Regions from separate parts of the Mus musculus genome. Here regions 2 and 3 are each linked to region 1. Evidence: chromatin contacts called from public HiCAR-type and HiChIP or PLAC-seq data. All regions are on one chromosome and are shown on one strand. Each heading gives the region's core, a stretch centred on a gene start, on an enhancer-like site or on the middle of the called end of the contact. The rest is flanking DNA. Distances are from core to core; before and after follow the strand shown. Region 1 overlaps Dock1 (dedicator of cytokinesis 1). Region 2 overlaps Dhx32 (DEAH (Asp-Glu-Ala-His) box polypeptide 32). Region 3 overlaps Fank1 (fibronectin type 3 and ankyrin repeat domains 1).

What was found. HiCAR-type assays count read pairs that join an accessible place to other places. HiChIP or PLAC-seq counts read pairs in DNA pulled down with a chosen protein or histone mark.
Region 2: a contact with region 1 is called in a HiCAR-type map of astrocytes, with 3 times the contacts expected there. The contact joins two enhancer-like sites.
Region 3: a contact with region 1 is called in an H3K27ac HiChIP or PLAC-seq map of VIP interneurons, with 8 times the contacts expected there. The contact joins two enhancer-like sites. A contact is called at or near these places in 2 of 39 promoter capture datasets (embryonic stem cells and neural stem cells), 2 of 115 datasets of contacts at active chromatin or transcription factors (VIP interneurons and embryonic stem cells) and 1 of 9 other capture datasets (liver).

The regions. Positions count from the first base shown.
Region 1 is chr7:134,707,541-134,712,104 of GRCm38.p6, forward strand. All of the region lies in intron 1 of Dock1 (dedicator of cytokinesis 1), which reads left to right. Among named protein-coding and RNA genes, the nearest start is that of Dock1, 39 kb to the left of the region's middle. Within about 2 kb of position 1,866, at least 37 of the 459 cell types and tissues checked have an H3K27ac peak or open chromatin away from gene starts, as enhancers often do. A contact at or near this core is called in VIP interneurons, astrocytes and neural stem cells, where this site is marked.
Region 2 is chr7:133,745,622-133,750,185 of GRCm38.p6, forward strand. It overlaps Dhx32 (DEAH (Asp-Glu-Ala-His) box polypeptide 32), which reads right to left. Exons shown (of 12, transcript NM_133941.2): 3 at 3,222-3,415. Among named protein-coding and RNA genes, the nearest start is that of Dhx32, 29 kb to the right of the region's middle. Within about 2 kb of position 1,905, at least 29 of the 459 cell types and tissues checked have an H3K27ac peak or open chromatin away from gene starts, as enhancers often do. A contact at or near this core is called in astrocytes, where this site is marked.
Region 3 is chr7:133,791,891-133,796,454 of GRCm38.p6, forward strand. The region is part of intron 1 of Fank1 (fibronectin type 3 and ankyrin repeat domains 1); the gene reads left to right. Among named protein-coding and RNA genes, the nearest start is that of Fank1, 17 kb to the left of the region's middle. Within about 2 kb of position 1,786, at least 132 of the 459 cell types and tissues checked have an H3K27ac peak or open chromatin away from gene starts, as enhancers often do. A contact at or near this core is called in VIP interneurons and neural stem cells, where this site is marked.

The sequences.
Region 1 (4,564 bases), core at 616-3,115:
GCAGCTACTCCATAAGCAAGCAAATAGGGTTTTATAGCCTCTCGCTAAGTATTTCTCATCTCTTGCTAAGTATTTCTACCACAGTGCAAAAGCAATTTTATTATGTGAGGCTGTATTTTTATAGTCAATTGAAACGACTATTAAAATATAACATTGCTTGTAGGGCTCACAACAGCTCTGCCCTTGCCAGCTGCAGAGTCCTGGAAATAGAGGCCTTCTGGGGAATCAGGGCCTGTACCTTGGGCCTGAGGTCTGTGCCTGCTTGTGGGCCCTCCATGTTTGTTACTTGTCTTGATGCTGGAACAACATAGTCAACAAGAGCATCTTAAGGCAACGTTTATTTTGGCTTATAGTGTGAGGGAATACAGTCCATCATGGTGGGGAATACCTGGTGGCAGGGGTGTGAGGCTGGTTGTGTCTATAGTCAGAAAGGAGAGAGGGAGGGAGAGGGAGAGGGAGAGGGAGATAGATACTGTTGCTTAATTTTGTGTTCTCTTTTTTTTATTACGTCCAGGATCTCCCACAGTGGGTGGGTTTTCTTGCTTAAGTTAACTGAATCTAAATAATTTTTCACAGGCTTGCCTATCTGCTAAGTAATTTTGGATTCCCTCTAGTGGACCATCTAGTGGAACATCACAGCTGAATCCAAAAGTTCCCACACTTAATTTAAGGCCTTGTAGTCACATCTTGAACTTCTCTCTGTAGTACCATATATGTAGGCTTTCCCTTTTTGACAGACCTTTCTTTTCTTGATCTTTCAAGTTGGTGGGTGGTCGGCCCGTTCATAGTGTTAAGCCCACGTCAGTGAAATCATTTGGCAATTCTTTTTTTTTTGGGCTTTGGAAGCTGCACAGTAGGTTACCCAGGGTGGTCTGGTACTTGTATAGACTATGCTAGCAATTCTCCTGCCTCAGCCTTTTGAGTGCCAGGATGACAGGTGCAGGCTGCCATTCTCAGTTCCATGGTAATTCTATGCTTAATTTTTGGAAGAGCTGTCCAGGTGGCTTCCCCAGCAGCCTCTTTGCAGTATGCAATCTATCTGTAAAGGGTTCTGGCTTCTTCAGATGTTTGTATTATAACTTTTTAATTATAGTCATCCTGTTTTCAATTTACAGCAATCGTCAAATAAGAGACTGCACTGGTATTTTGCGATGGGCTCTACTACGTAGCCAGTCCCAGAAATAAGCACCATCATGGGCTGGCAGGGTGTTTTGTAAAATGCCATCTAAGGGATGTCCCTGGCAGGCCACTCTTTGTAGGCAGGGTCTTGCTTACTTTTTCAGGCTGGTCTTGAACCTCTGATCTCTCTGGTTTTGTCTCCTCAGCACTGAGGTTACAGCCATTTGTCACCATGCACCAGTCCCAGTGTCTGTCTGGGCAGAGCACTGTAGGCACGATAGGACTCTCCCCAGGTCTCAGTTGCTCAGTTCTCTGTGTTCATCTTTAATGTCCCTGTTACATAATGTTTGTGAGTGTTTCTTTGCCCTCTGTGTCCAGGCAGCCCACCACAAACACTACTCCCAATTATTGCACACTGTCTTCTCTGTGTTTTTGGGTACTCTCCAGGAAAGACAAATTTATCAAGCGTTTAGCTAAGGCAAGATTTGTCTTGTGTCCTCTGGGGGCAAGGGTTGGGCACTGGCTCCTCTCTCCACAGTGCTGGAGGCAGGTGTTCCTCCTAGGCCTCATTCCTTATATACAACAGACAGAAAAGACAGGTGCCTTGTCCAACCACACCAGGCCCTGGGCTTTCTCCCTCAGGCTAAGCTGGCATGGGTCCCTCTGAAGTGCAGGCTGTCCCCCTTCTCCTCAGCAGAGCATCTGGGACAAGCCCCAGCTGCCAGTGCCCAGTGTTGATTCTGCCTGGGAACAAGAGGGCAGTGTGTGGGCTGCTGGGCCATTAGCATCCGAGTATGCAAATATATCCCAGCCTTGCACCCCCGCCCCCTGCAGTGCCGCCCTTGCCTGAGCCAAAGTTTAGGAAATCCTGGGATTAACCCTGAAGAGTGAGGCTTGTTCTGGTTCTGACCTCTAGATTCTAAGAGTGATCTTTATGCATGGAGGCGCTGCCTCTTATAGTCCTATAAGTCCTACTTAGACATGCACACCCTCATCTGGGCCATAGTGACAGGGAAGAGAGGTCCTGGGGTAGGGCAGGGACCAGGAGGAGGATGGAGGATACAGACGTCTGGAGTGTCACATTCACCTGCCTTTGTGCTATGGGGAGACAGTTCCTAATTCATTCATTCTCTCTCTCTCTCTCTCTCTCTCTCTCTCTCTCTCATGCTGTGTGGGTGGGTATATGTGCCCATATGTATACCGATAGAGTGCCGAGGTTGCATTTGACATCTTCCTGGATCACTTTCTATCTTGGGTTTTGAGACAGGGTCTCTCACTGAACCCTGAGCCAGTCTCCATCACCCAGTTTCAGGTTTACAGATGTGTTCTACAAAGCCTGGCTTTTCTGTAAGTGCTGGGAATCCAGACTCAGATCTTCATGTTTGCATACTGAGCCCCGTTCCCGGCACCCCTGTTCCCTCCTTAAGCTGACAGTATTGTTCAGCAAGTACAGGCTTGGAGTGGCACTGACTGGTCGACCTCCTAGGCAACATCTCATCCTCACCCACGGGTGCTATGGTGGCTCTTGTCACTCCGTTTCACAGAGTGAGAAACTGCACCAAAGGAGCAGAGGTGGGGCTTGCGGTTGAGCTCCTGTTGGTCTTTCCAGTCCCAGTGCTGGTCTCAGCTAGAGCGAGGGGCCTGCTTGCCTTGAAGTGGAACCTTACAGGGAGGTAGCAGGAGGGAGGATTTGCTTCATGGAGGTGATGTGGAGGGGCCCTTTGTTTCTCAGGTGGAGGACGCATGTGCCTCCTGTCTTGCTCATTGGGTGCACAGTGGGACCATAGTGTGAAGGGAGCCTGCCCATGGTGGAAGGAGGCGGCAGAGGACTTGGCGTGTTGACAAGTCATCTTACTGAAAGAGGAATGACTGGGAACTGCTCTGAGCTCTGCAGCCTCTGTGCAGCTCCTTCATTAACACCCCTGTGTGCCCCACTTTATTGTTTATCTCAAAGAGGGCTTGATTGTTTTTTAATCTTCAATTTTATTTTTTATCAAAGCTTAGGAATGCAACACTACACAGGAGGAATTTCAACAAACTCTAGAGAGTCAAAATTCATCTCTGGGAATGAGAGAGTTCTGTCCAGAGACTGTCTGCCACCATTGCTGTTCTCTGGTTTGCAGGATGGGTGGGGGCAACCTCGGGCTTTGGGGGGCTTAGTGTTGCTCCTAGATGCTTTTACAGTGTGCAGCTTCTCCCAGAAGCTCACTCCCCTGGTCAAGGCTGAATTCCTATTGGTTGAAAGCAAGTTCTCCGAAAGGTTAAAGATGGAATTATAGTCTTAGTCGGAAAAGCTCCACAGCGAGTACCTTAGATGCCCTTCAGTAGGGAAATAGGTAAACTCACGGTGACGTAGTTTATGTAACGAAATGAACATGCGAGTATCACAAAAGGTCAGGTAAGTAGGTCAGACGTGAAGATAGACTTGTGCTTCCATGTATGTGACTATCACGGTGGGGTTAGGATTGTGGCCATATTTATGTCACCCTGAAGTCCTTGGTTGGTGTATCAGTACAGCTTTGTGAAACCCTGTGTGTTGGGTACTGTGAAGTATAGTTGTGAGGGGAGGGCACAGGGTGGTAGAGGAGGGAGTCATGTGAACAGTAGAGTCTCGGTAGTATTGTGGAGTGCAGCACTGGATGACACCTTCTGTATACTCTCGTTTATGCTTATTGGTTTTGGCTAATGACAGGCAGTGAACACAGAGGCACATAGGCAGCATTTGGTACTGACTTGTCAGAGTATTTAGGGACACTACTGACAGCATGTGTGAAGGTTTCTACACTGAGGTGACAGGCCAGGCCAGGCAGAAGGAGCCCTGGACACAGGCTTGAGGGGGGTGGTTCATGGGTGCCTTTGTGTTCTGATCTAGAGACTCATCTCTTCACGAAGTAGCATAGACTCTTCCCCTGTCTGATTGCTGGCTTTGCTGGTAAACTTCTGCACATGTAAAATTTGATCTATGTGCATAGCCTGTCATTAAGAAAGCCAGTTAGAAAGTGAGTGGGTAGAGATGGCTCAGTGGTTATATGCTTGCTGCTCTTCCAGAAGATTCAGAACCCCTATCAGGCTACTCAACAAGTGTCTGTAACTCCGGCACCAGGGAGGCTAATGCCCTCTTCTGGCCACTATATGAATCTGCACTCACATGTCTTTTATGCACACACATACTTAAAAGAAAGACAATCCAATTAGCATTTTGGAAGTTTCTTTGCTTTTCCCCTTATTGGTTGTCATTAATTTTAGACTTTATGAAGAGAGGAGAAAGTGGCCTAGTGCTCTACAGGACAAGTCATTTGAAGTTTTCCAGATGCTCAGGAGGATAAATCAGTATATATGGCCAAGTGACATCATCACCAAGTATTAGCATACAAATGGTTCTGAGTTGAGCTTGTCTGTTCCCATGGTAGAGACCAGCTTGCCTCTGCCCAGGAGATCCCAGGTC
Region 2 (4,564 bases), core at 655-3,154, 960 kb before region 1:
TTACTGTCTTCAGAAACACCAGAAGAGGGCATCAGATCTCATTACAGATGGTTGTGAGCCACCTGTGGTTGCTGGGAATTGAACTCAGGTCCTCTGGAAGAGCAGTCAGTGCTCTTAACCTCTGAGCCATCTCTCCAGCCTGCTAAAGTGTGGGTTTTTTTAAAAAAATATTTATTTATTTATTTATTTATTTATTTATTTATTTATTTATTAAATACACTGTAGCTGTCTTCAGACACTCCAGAAGAGGGCATCAGATTTTATTATGGATGGTTGTGAGCCACCATGTGGTTGCTGGGATTTGAACTCAGGACCTTTGGAAGAGCAGTCGGCACTCTTACCCGCTGAGCCATCTCACCAGCCCCTAAACTGTGTTTTTTAATATAATTTAAAAAGCAAAAGGAAGGAAGGCAGACAGGCAGGCAATGTTACCTCTATCAGGTATCTATGATATGCCCAGTAGTGTTGCAAAGAAAACAAAAAAGATAAAACTGAATATAGAGTACTAGCTTCTCTAATTAGTAGTGACCTTTAAAGATTCACACTGAGGGCTGGCAAAGCAGCTCAGTGGTAGAGCACTAGCCCAGCATGTGTAAGGCCCTGGCCCATTAAGAAACATCTGTGGTGTAGATTGCCATTCAATCTGAGGGCACTCAAAATCATAGCCAGCACACCTCTGCAGGAAAACAAACTGGTTCTGGTAAAAATTCTAAAGATTTAATTACATTTAATTATAATCATAAACTAGCCACCACCCACACTATGCTTCAGGCCTGCCTACTTGGCCATTTACTCCTTACAGTGCCCCTCTGAACAGCCATTGGTTTTCTGGATGAGGAGACCTGAATATAGAGAGCTCTGGGTGGGAACCTATGCAGAGTCCCTGCTAGCCACTGGCTGTATAGCCACGAGGCATCCTAGGAAGATAGCATTCTGGGAGGAAAGTAGGGGTTTTCTTTATTTTACTGTAAGGGCTTTTGAATCTTTGGGCCACCTTCAGGACCAGACCCTTCCCGTGTCCTGCTAACCAGTCTTACAGTGATGAGAGGGAAAGGCAGTCTGAGCAGCGGAGACTAGAACCTGCAGCAGCCAGAACATTCCGTCTACATGAGCGACAGCTTACCCCAAGCCCCAGGGCTCCCACTCAGAGTCAACACTTTAACACAGAAACGCAGTCCTTCCTCTGGCCTGACAGAATCCAGAGTTTAACGTAATCTTATTACAGTCAAGTCCAAAACATACAAATGTTTAAAAAGTATGTCCTGCTACACTCTTACAATGATAGTATATCCCAGGATAAATATTTTCATGACTTTCTCAATAATAATAATAAACTATTATTAAACTATGATTCTACATTCATCAACATAAAAACCGTTACATCTAAGAGTTCTTTCCAAAGTCTAGATGTATTGATTGCAGAACTTAGTTGAAGCCATTAAACAATTAAAACAGACATTTCAAAGGCCACTTCAAAGAATGAAAAATAAAAATGGAGGGACAGTGGGGAGGGTGAGGCAAGAGGACTAAGAGCTTTGGACCAGCCTTGGCTACAGAATGAGACTTTTGTCAACACCCTTCCTAAGTCAAAAATAGTGACTGAAAATGCTAAGCTTAAGCACGCTCTCTCTCCCTTTGTTTCTTTTGTCCTGTGTAACCAATTTCCAACTGGTTTGTGAGGCCCTACGAGGCAAGGAAGGGGTGCTTTTCTTTTGTATGTGACCTGTATCTAGTGGTAGTTTACAAGTACATATACACCCAATAGTTCCATGCACTGTGAATTTTTACAGAGGTAAAACACCCTGCAGAACCTTATTAGGCCAAGGCATTCCTGGCCTAAACATTCCCCATGGCTGGACACTTGCTTCTAACAGTGAGTCACAAGGGAGCTCTGGACGGCCTTCAAAGCCTGGGCCAGGGCAGTACTCCGTCCTCCTCCCACCAAGTCAGGGAACAGCCTCCACAGGACAAGCATATCAGACGCGGGGAGAGCAGTGTGCAGAACGCCATCCCTGCCCTGTAATTTTGAAGCAGTGCTAACCAACATGAGTGCCACACACCAGCATGCACACGAGTGGGCTACGGGCATGCAGATATTCTGGCCCTGAGGTCAGTATATTCCGATCTCTTGAACTCCTAGAGGGGAAGACAGTGTCCAGGGCACCTGAAGCCATCGGGTGGTCACCTCTGGCTGTAAGCTGCTTTGGCCACTTCTTGCAGAGCCGGATAGGCACAGGCACTGTCTATCTATGAGGGAGACAGAACACTGCTCAGAGAAGCCCTGGCCGTGAGAAGCTGCTTTTCTAGCTCTTCACTTCAGTCCTCTCTGCATCTCTCTCCTGCTCTGGAGCCAGCACCTCGGAGGCCTCTGATAGACAGCTAACACAAGCACCTGATACCATAACGTACTGCGGCCTCAAAGACAGCCCAGCCCACAGGATCAGGGGAGCCCTCCTGGTGCAGGTGACCCTTGCGCTGAGTTCTGAGGGACTAGAAAAAACTGGCCAACCCCAGGAGAAGCGACGACGGACAGGACAAGAGCAGTGATGAGTGGAGTGAGGGTGTCTGTTTCTTTAAGAAGCCCGTTATGTGAGTACGTGTGTCTATGTGAGTACCTGTGTTTATGTGAGTATGTGTGTTTGTTTTAATCCCAGGTGTGGGATATGGGCTGCTTTAGAAGCTAACCAGGATGCTCTCGTGCTCTAGGAGGGGCGTGGTTTTGCCAGCTGTAGACAGTTTACGTTTGGAATTCTGGGGATGCCTGAGAATGTGTAAATGTGAGGGCGGTGGGGGCTGCTGCTTTTGCTGGTCGGAGATATTCTGATGACTAAAATTGGACTTGCCCCTGGGAACTCGATGCTCCTAGTCAAAAGGAAGCACTCTAAAGAGGTCTATGTCCCATCTCCCCTCTAACCGCCCTTCTGGACTCACTAGGAGGCACAGCTCTCTATGTACAAGATGGAAAGTCTTGGGTGAAACTAACAAGTTGTAATTTTCCCCGTGAGGATTATAATCACAGAAGTTTAGACAAGAGACAACGGAGGATACCAGGGAGGGGAAACAAGGGAGGGTTGTGTGTCAGGCTAGAGAGGGCCATCATTACACCAGGCGTGCTTGACATGCAGAAGGCCAGACCAACGCTCTGAGGATTGCAGAACCCAAGCCAAGAAAGAGGCACCTAGGCTGTGGTGCTGCGGTGCAGTCAGCGTCTGCATACCAACCTCAGGATTGTTTCAGTGGTGCAGCAGTTCTCAAAAGGAATCACATAGCCGACTTCGTGCCCGATATTCACATCCATCTCGTCGGCCACCCGCAGGGCCAGCTGGACTGCCGTCTGTTTGTGGGCCTGGGTGCATATCACGCCCCCGTGCTGGTAATGGATGGAAAGGCAATATTCAGCACACCACTGAGGAACCTTTGACAGGGAAAAAGGACACAGGATCAGCCCTTGCTAGGAAAGACAGACAAGCTCAAAACACGGAGGAGTAGCTCTTTCTCGTGGCTGGCTTCATGTTCTCTAAGATCTTTTTCTTTCACCAACCCAGCAGATGGTGCCAGGAACAGCATTAATCCTTACTTAGTAGAGCGCTGAGCAATAGAGACGATGATTTTAATCACTAATAAATGAAGTTAAGAGCATACAGGTATCATCATAAAATGGAAACCATCAAGTTTTGACTTTGACTCACAGATTTTAGAAAGGCAGTTAAGGACATGAAAAAAGTGAAACCTATGCCTCTTAAAATTGTTTAGATTTGTTTATGTGGGTATGTTGCTCATGTCTGTGCACCATATGCATGCAGCGCCCTCAGAGGACAGGAAGGAGTTGGATCTCTGAGAACTAGAGACATCTATGGTATAGAACCCAGGCCCTCTCCAGTGCAGTAAGCGCTCTTATCTGATGAGCAGTCCCTAAGTTCCAACCTATGCCAGTTTTGAGAGACTCATGTAGTCACAAATTATTTTTCCTAGTAATAAGAAGGCCCCATCAAAACTACAATGTTGTATGAGTTATTATGTTTTAAAGAATGTAATATTAAATAGCATTTAAATACAAAATAACAACCCAAAATTAAAGCATTTAAATTCATGCAATTATAACAATACCCAAATTAGCCTGCTTAACATGGCTCTACTAATGAAAGCTAAAATATTTTGCCAATTTATTATCTGGATGTAATTAAAAATTAACCTGGTGAGACAAGCAACTTATCTAGAGTCAATTTCAAGCAAAGCTGCCCTTCAGCCATTTTATTTTTGAAATCCTTTTATGTAAAATGTGTTATACAGCTGGAGAGATGGCCCAGTAGTTAAAAGCACTGGCTGCTCTTCCAGAGGCCCTGGGTTTGATTCCCAGAGTGGTTCACAGCTGTCCGTAGTTCTCGTTCCAGCTCCAGGAGAATCTAGTACCCTCCTCTGACTTCTGTGGGCACCAGACATACATGTGGTGCAGAAACATCCACACAGGCAACACCTCCCTCATACAGGCACACCACACACACACAGAACACTACACACACACACACACACACACACACACACACACACACACACACACTAATAA
Region 3 (4,564 bases), core at 536-3,035, 920 kb before region 1:
CATTTGCTTGCTGAGGACCAAGCCTTCAACACATAGGCTGTTAGGGGGACATGGTCCATCCCAACTCCAGCAGTGGTCTGTGGGGGTCACAACCATTGTCACTCTAAGCAGCAACAAGTGTGAGCTCCCCTCTCCCCACAGCCACTTGAACACAGTGGCTATTTGGATTTTTGCTATTTTGATGGTGTCAAATTCTAATAAGTTTTCCCATCCGTAACTTGTTTTAAACCATCCTTCAGAGTTAGGAGTGGGTCCTTGATTCTGCTCTTGTCCACAGCATTTATCTTCATTTCCCTCCAACACCTCATACTGCAGGCTGTCTATATGATGAGAAAAGAAAACACAATCCCCAACAGCACCTGTCAGCAGACAAGAAATGTGGTATCAAACATGCTCTATCAAGGTCTGCTTATGAAAAGGTCTCCTTAGCTTTGGACCTGAGTCCCACATTGTCAGTCTGCAGAGACTGAGGACTGGGCTGCTGTCAGTGTCCTGATCACTATGCGGGTTGGCTGACTGAAGGTAAAACAGAATCAGCAATCACACAGCATCCTGCCCCACCCCCACCTCACCCCGTCTTGGGGTTACCAGAGATCTTTCTCACGGAGGTCAAGTAGAACTTCCGCTTTGGGATGCCACTGGTGAAAATTATTTGCACATGGGATAAAGCCTGTTGGTTCTGCCATTTTAAAGGACTAATACCTGTGCCACAAACGTGTTGGGGGGGGGGAGGGGGGAAGGAGCGATGAACCCAGATCACCACGCTCCTTCCCTTAGCTTGGGGACCAGCATTACCATAAGTTGCTAACTCATTAAGATAATCTTTTTTTCTTTTTAAAGATGATTCTCACTATGTACCTTTGGCTGGTCTGGCCTTCCAGATGTAGATCAGGCTAGTCTAGGTCTCCCAAGAGACCTGCCTGTCTCTGAGTTTGAGATTAAAGGCATTTGCTGGGTACTGTAGGTATTGTATCATATTAACTGTCTCTTCCCATAGTACTAACTGAAATCATTGGCAACCTGAACTTCTTGCCTTCTGTGAGACGTCTGGCTGTTGGAAATCTAAATTGATGTGGTGTGAAGACACTAATGAGATAAACATCTGGTTGGCCTGCTGCTTCTATCTAACATGCTGTGACTTCAGTGTGAGCCAGTGCTAGCCAGCCACTTGGACCCCCTAAAAAGCTTCTAAAGAGCTTTAAGTGAGGTGCCACATGTCTGTAATCACAAACCTTGGGAAGTCAGCTATCCACTTACACTCTGTCTCCTCAAAACCCCCAATGTTTCAGAAAGCACAAAATGTAATGATTCACCAGGCAGTGGTGGCACACGCCTTTAATTCCAGCACTTGGGAGGCAGAGGTAGGCAGATTGCTGAGCTCGAGGCCAGTCTGGTCTACAGAGTGAGTTCCAGGACAGCCAGGGATATACAGAGAAACCCTGTCTCGAAAACACCAAAAAAAAAAAAAAAAAAAAAAAAAAAAAAAAAAGTAATGACTCCCGTGTCTTGGGAATACAAGACAGTGACTCACTGGCAATGAGCCCAGTTACAATTTGTCTGTTTGATTCTTGGGAAGGGAAAGAACAAGCAGACAGACAGGTGCTGAGGAAGGGTTGTTGCTTCCCGCCCCATGATCCCAGAGCTGTGTCAATGACTTGCTACTCTTTGATGATTACAAACGTCTGATTCAAAGGTTTCTCTTCTCTGACACCTAAACTCCATCCTCCAGTGGCCTGCCAAGAGCTGGGACTGTCCCAAGGCTTGGTGCCCTGTGAGCTCTCCTTACAGCCCTGTCAGTATGAGTCAGGCTGGCTTGCCACAGCTCTTTCCTGCTAAATGTGTCTCTTGTGATGACACTCTGCCCCACTTCAGCTGGCATCTGTTTACTTTGAGTTAATTTTAGATAGAGCAGATTAATCATTACATCGCAATGATGCCAGCAGCACAGTTGGCAAGTCACAGAGGGGCACAGGAATCAGGAATCCTGACTGAGTGTCAGCCCCTGCCTCTCTCCAGTTGGGATAGGTGGGTAAGAGGAGAGACAGACCTTCCCTTTGGGATCCCTGTGGATGAACAGAGCTGTGCCTGGTGCCTGCCGCCGGGCCTGGCCTATGATGACTGTGCATGCCATGCCAGAAGAGTTAGCAGAACAAGATCCAGAAGAGAATAAATAGAATCAGATTTGAGTCAGGAAGCCCAGGCCCGGAAGTCTGACAGCGCAGAGCTTGTGGGTGTTATTGGGGCAGACCTGTCCTCTTTCACAGGGCAGCAGCTAGCTGGAATCTCTGCATCACTTTAGCCTTAGAATGGTTGCTTCTCCCCAATACCTCCTGCCCTCCTGGAATTAATCAGAGCAAACTCCACTTTGGGGAGTGTGGTGGTTTCCAGTGTCATACAGGGCGACCACATTTATCTTATAGATTTGTGTTCCTTTTCCCCTTCATTGCCCACATTCGTTTCTGCTTCTTTTCTGTTCTTTTTGGTCTCATTTGTTATCTCTGTGCCTGACCCCCACCAGGTCAGAAGCTCGGCTTGCTAGACAGGGAGGTGAGGCACAGGCACTTACCTCATCACTTGACTTAGAAGGACAGGGCAGAGAGCTGGATAGAGACTACCACGTGATGCGCGGAAGAGACATGCTTTCTTCCCTTGCTTTCTCTCTTTTCTCTCAGGACCTGGTTCATGCTGGGCAACGGATTGTGCCACTGAGCTATGTGCCAGCCCCCAAAGTGTTCCTTCTCAACTATATCAGTACTGAAGATTAAAAACTCAATTCTTCCTAGCAAGGAAAATAAATATGAATTTTCAACTGGGCTTTGTAGACCCTTGAAGGATTTGGTTTCTGCCATGCTCTCTGCCCGCCCAGCCTTGGGAAGCAGTTTTTCCTCCTGCTATGGCCCTAGTGGAGAGGCAGCAAGCTTAGAGGCTCCTAGCTGAAGAGTGTCCTTTCCTTCCCTGAAGTGAGGTCTGTGTGTTCAGGGCTGGATTCCAAAGGTGGGGCTGCTGGCAGCAAGCTGTGTGATTAACCGAGGAGACAACAGTAAAGACCAGGAAAGGCTGGGTAGACAGGTAGGTCTGGTTCCTCCACATTTGAGGTCAGCAGGGTGTGTGCCAACCTGGCTTGGCCCTAACTCCAGTGTCTAGCTATCAGTCCTGCTGTCTGACCAGCTTCCCAAGGCTGGCCAGTCTGCTGCCCACAGATCTCTTGGAGAAACAAGGACTCAGCTCATGGGTGGGTGTGATTTAGCCTTTAAAAGATGGTTTTCAAACATTGGTAAGATGGTGGCTGACATACAGATGTAAAATAATTACCCTTAGCCAGGTGTGGTGGCACGGGCCTTTAATCCCAGCACTCGGGAGGCAGAGGCAGGCAGATTTCTGAGTTCAAGGCCAGCCTGGTCTACAAAGTGAGTTCCAGGACAGCCAGAGCTATACAGAGAAACCCTGTCTCGAAAAACCAAAAAAAAAAAAAAAAAAAACAAAAAAAGAAAACCCAAAAAAAAAAAAAAAAAACAAAATCCAGAGGGCAGGCACATCTGTGAATCACAATGTGAAATAATGTAGAATAATGAGAATAATGTAAGCGAGGAGGGCCCTGAGTGGAGCTGGCTGATATCTGTGCTTAGAATCACACCCATGTGTTGCTATTGGTCCTAAACCTTAAATGTGGAGCACTTGAGAAGTGTGACTGGGAGGTAGACAAGTGTGAGCTGAAAGAATCAGAGTGGTCCACAGTGAACGGCTGCGTAGGCCTACTCCGCGGTTTGTGATCCATGGGCCTTTCTAGATCATTCTGTATGTTAGCTTGACAATTTGTGGTGATTACTATAAACTTGATTTGTTTGTTTAATCACATCTGCTTCACTGCCCTAGTTCGTTCTTCCAGGAGATAGCAAGAAATGAACAGGAATTCCCAAATAGGACTTCCGAGTGTGTGAAATGGCCCTGACAGTGTTCTGCCACACAAGGGAAGGAAGAAGTCATTGTACAGAGAGAACATTTGTTATAGCTTAGGGACATAGCCTTCTCTGAGGGCCTGGGCCAACCTCTTTTGATTATGTATATTGGTGTAAACATATGTTGTAAAAGCACGTGTGTCGTTGCTGATCATCCCAAAGCAGAAGTCACTTAGCTGCCCATTTACAAATCATAGACAAAAATGTGGTATGTACATTGGAGCATCATGCATTCTTGAAAAGGAAGACAATTCTGATACATACTATAAAATAGATTTAACTTTTGTATACACATGTATACACACACACACACACACACACACACACACACACACACACACGCACACACACATATATTTGAGACAGAGTCTCATTAGATAGCCTTGGTTGACCTAGAACTTGCTATGTAGACCACACAGGCTTCAAACTCAGAAATCTGCCTGTCCCTGCCTTCTAAGTGCTGGGATGGATGAACCTTTAAAGATTACAAAGTGAATAAGCTGATGAAAGTACAAACACTCTGTGATTTTGGGGGCTGAGACGGGTCACCTCCAAATGTGGCCTCCAGTATATGATGAAGTATCTTGAAGAAATTTCAGAAAGAAAGG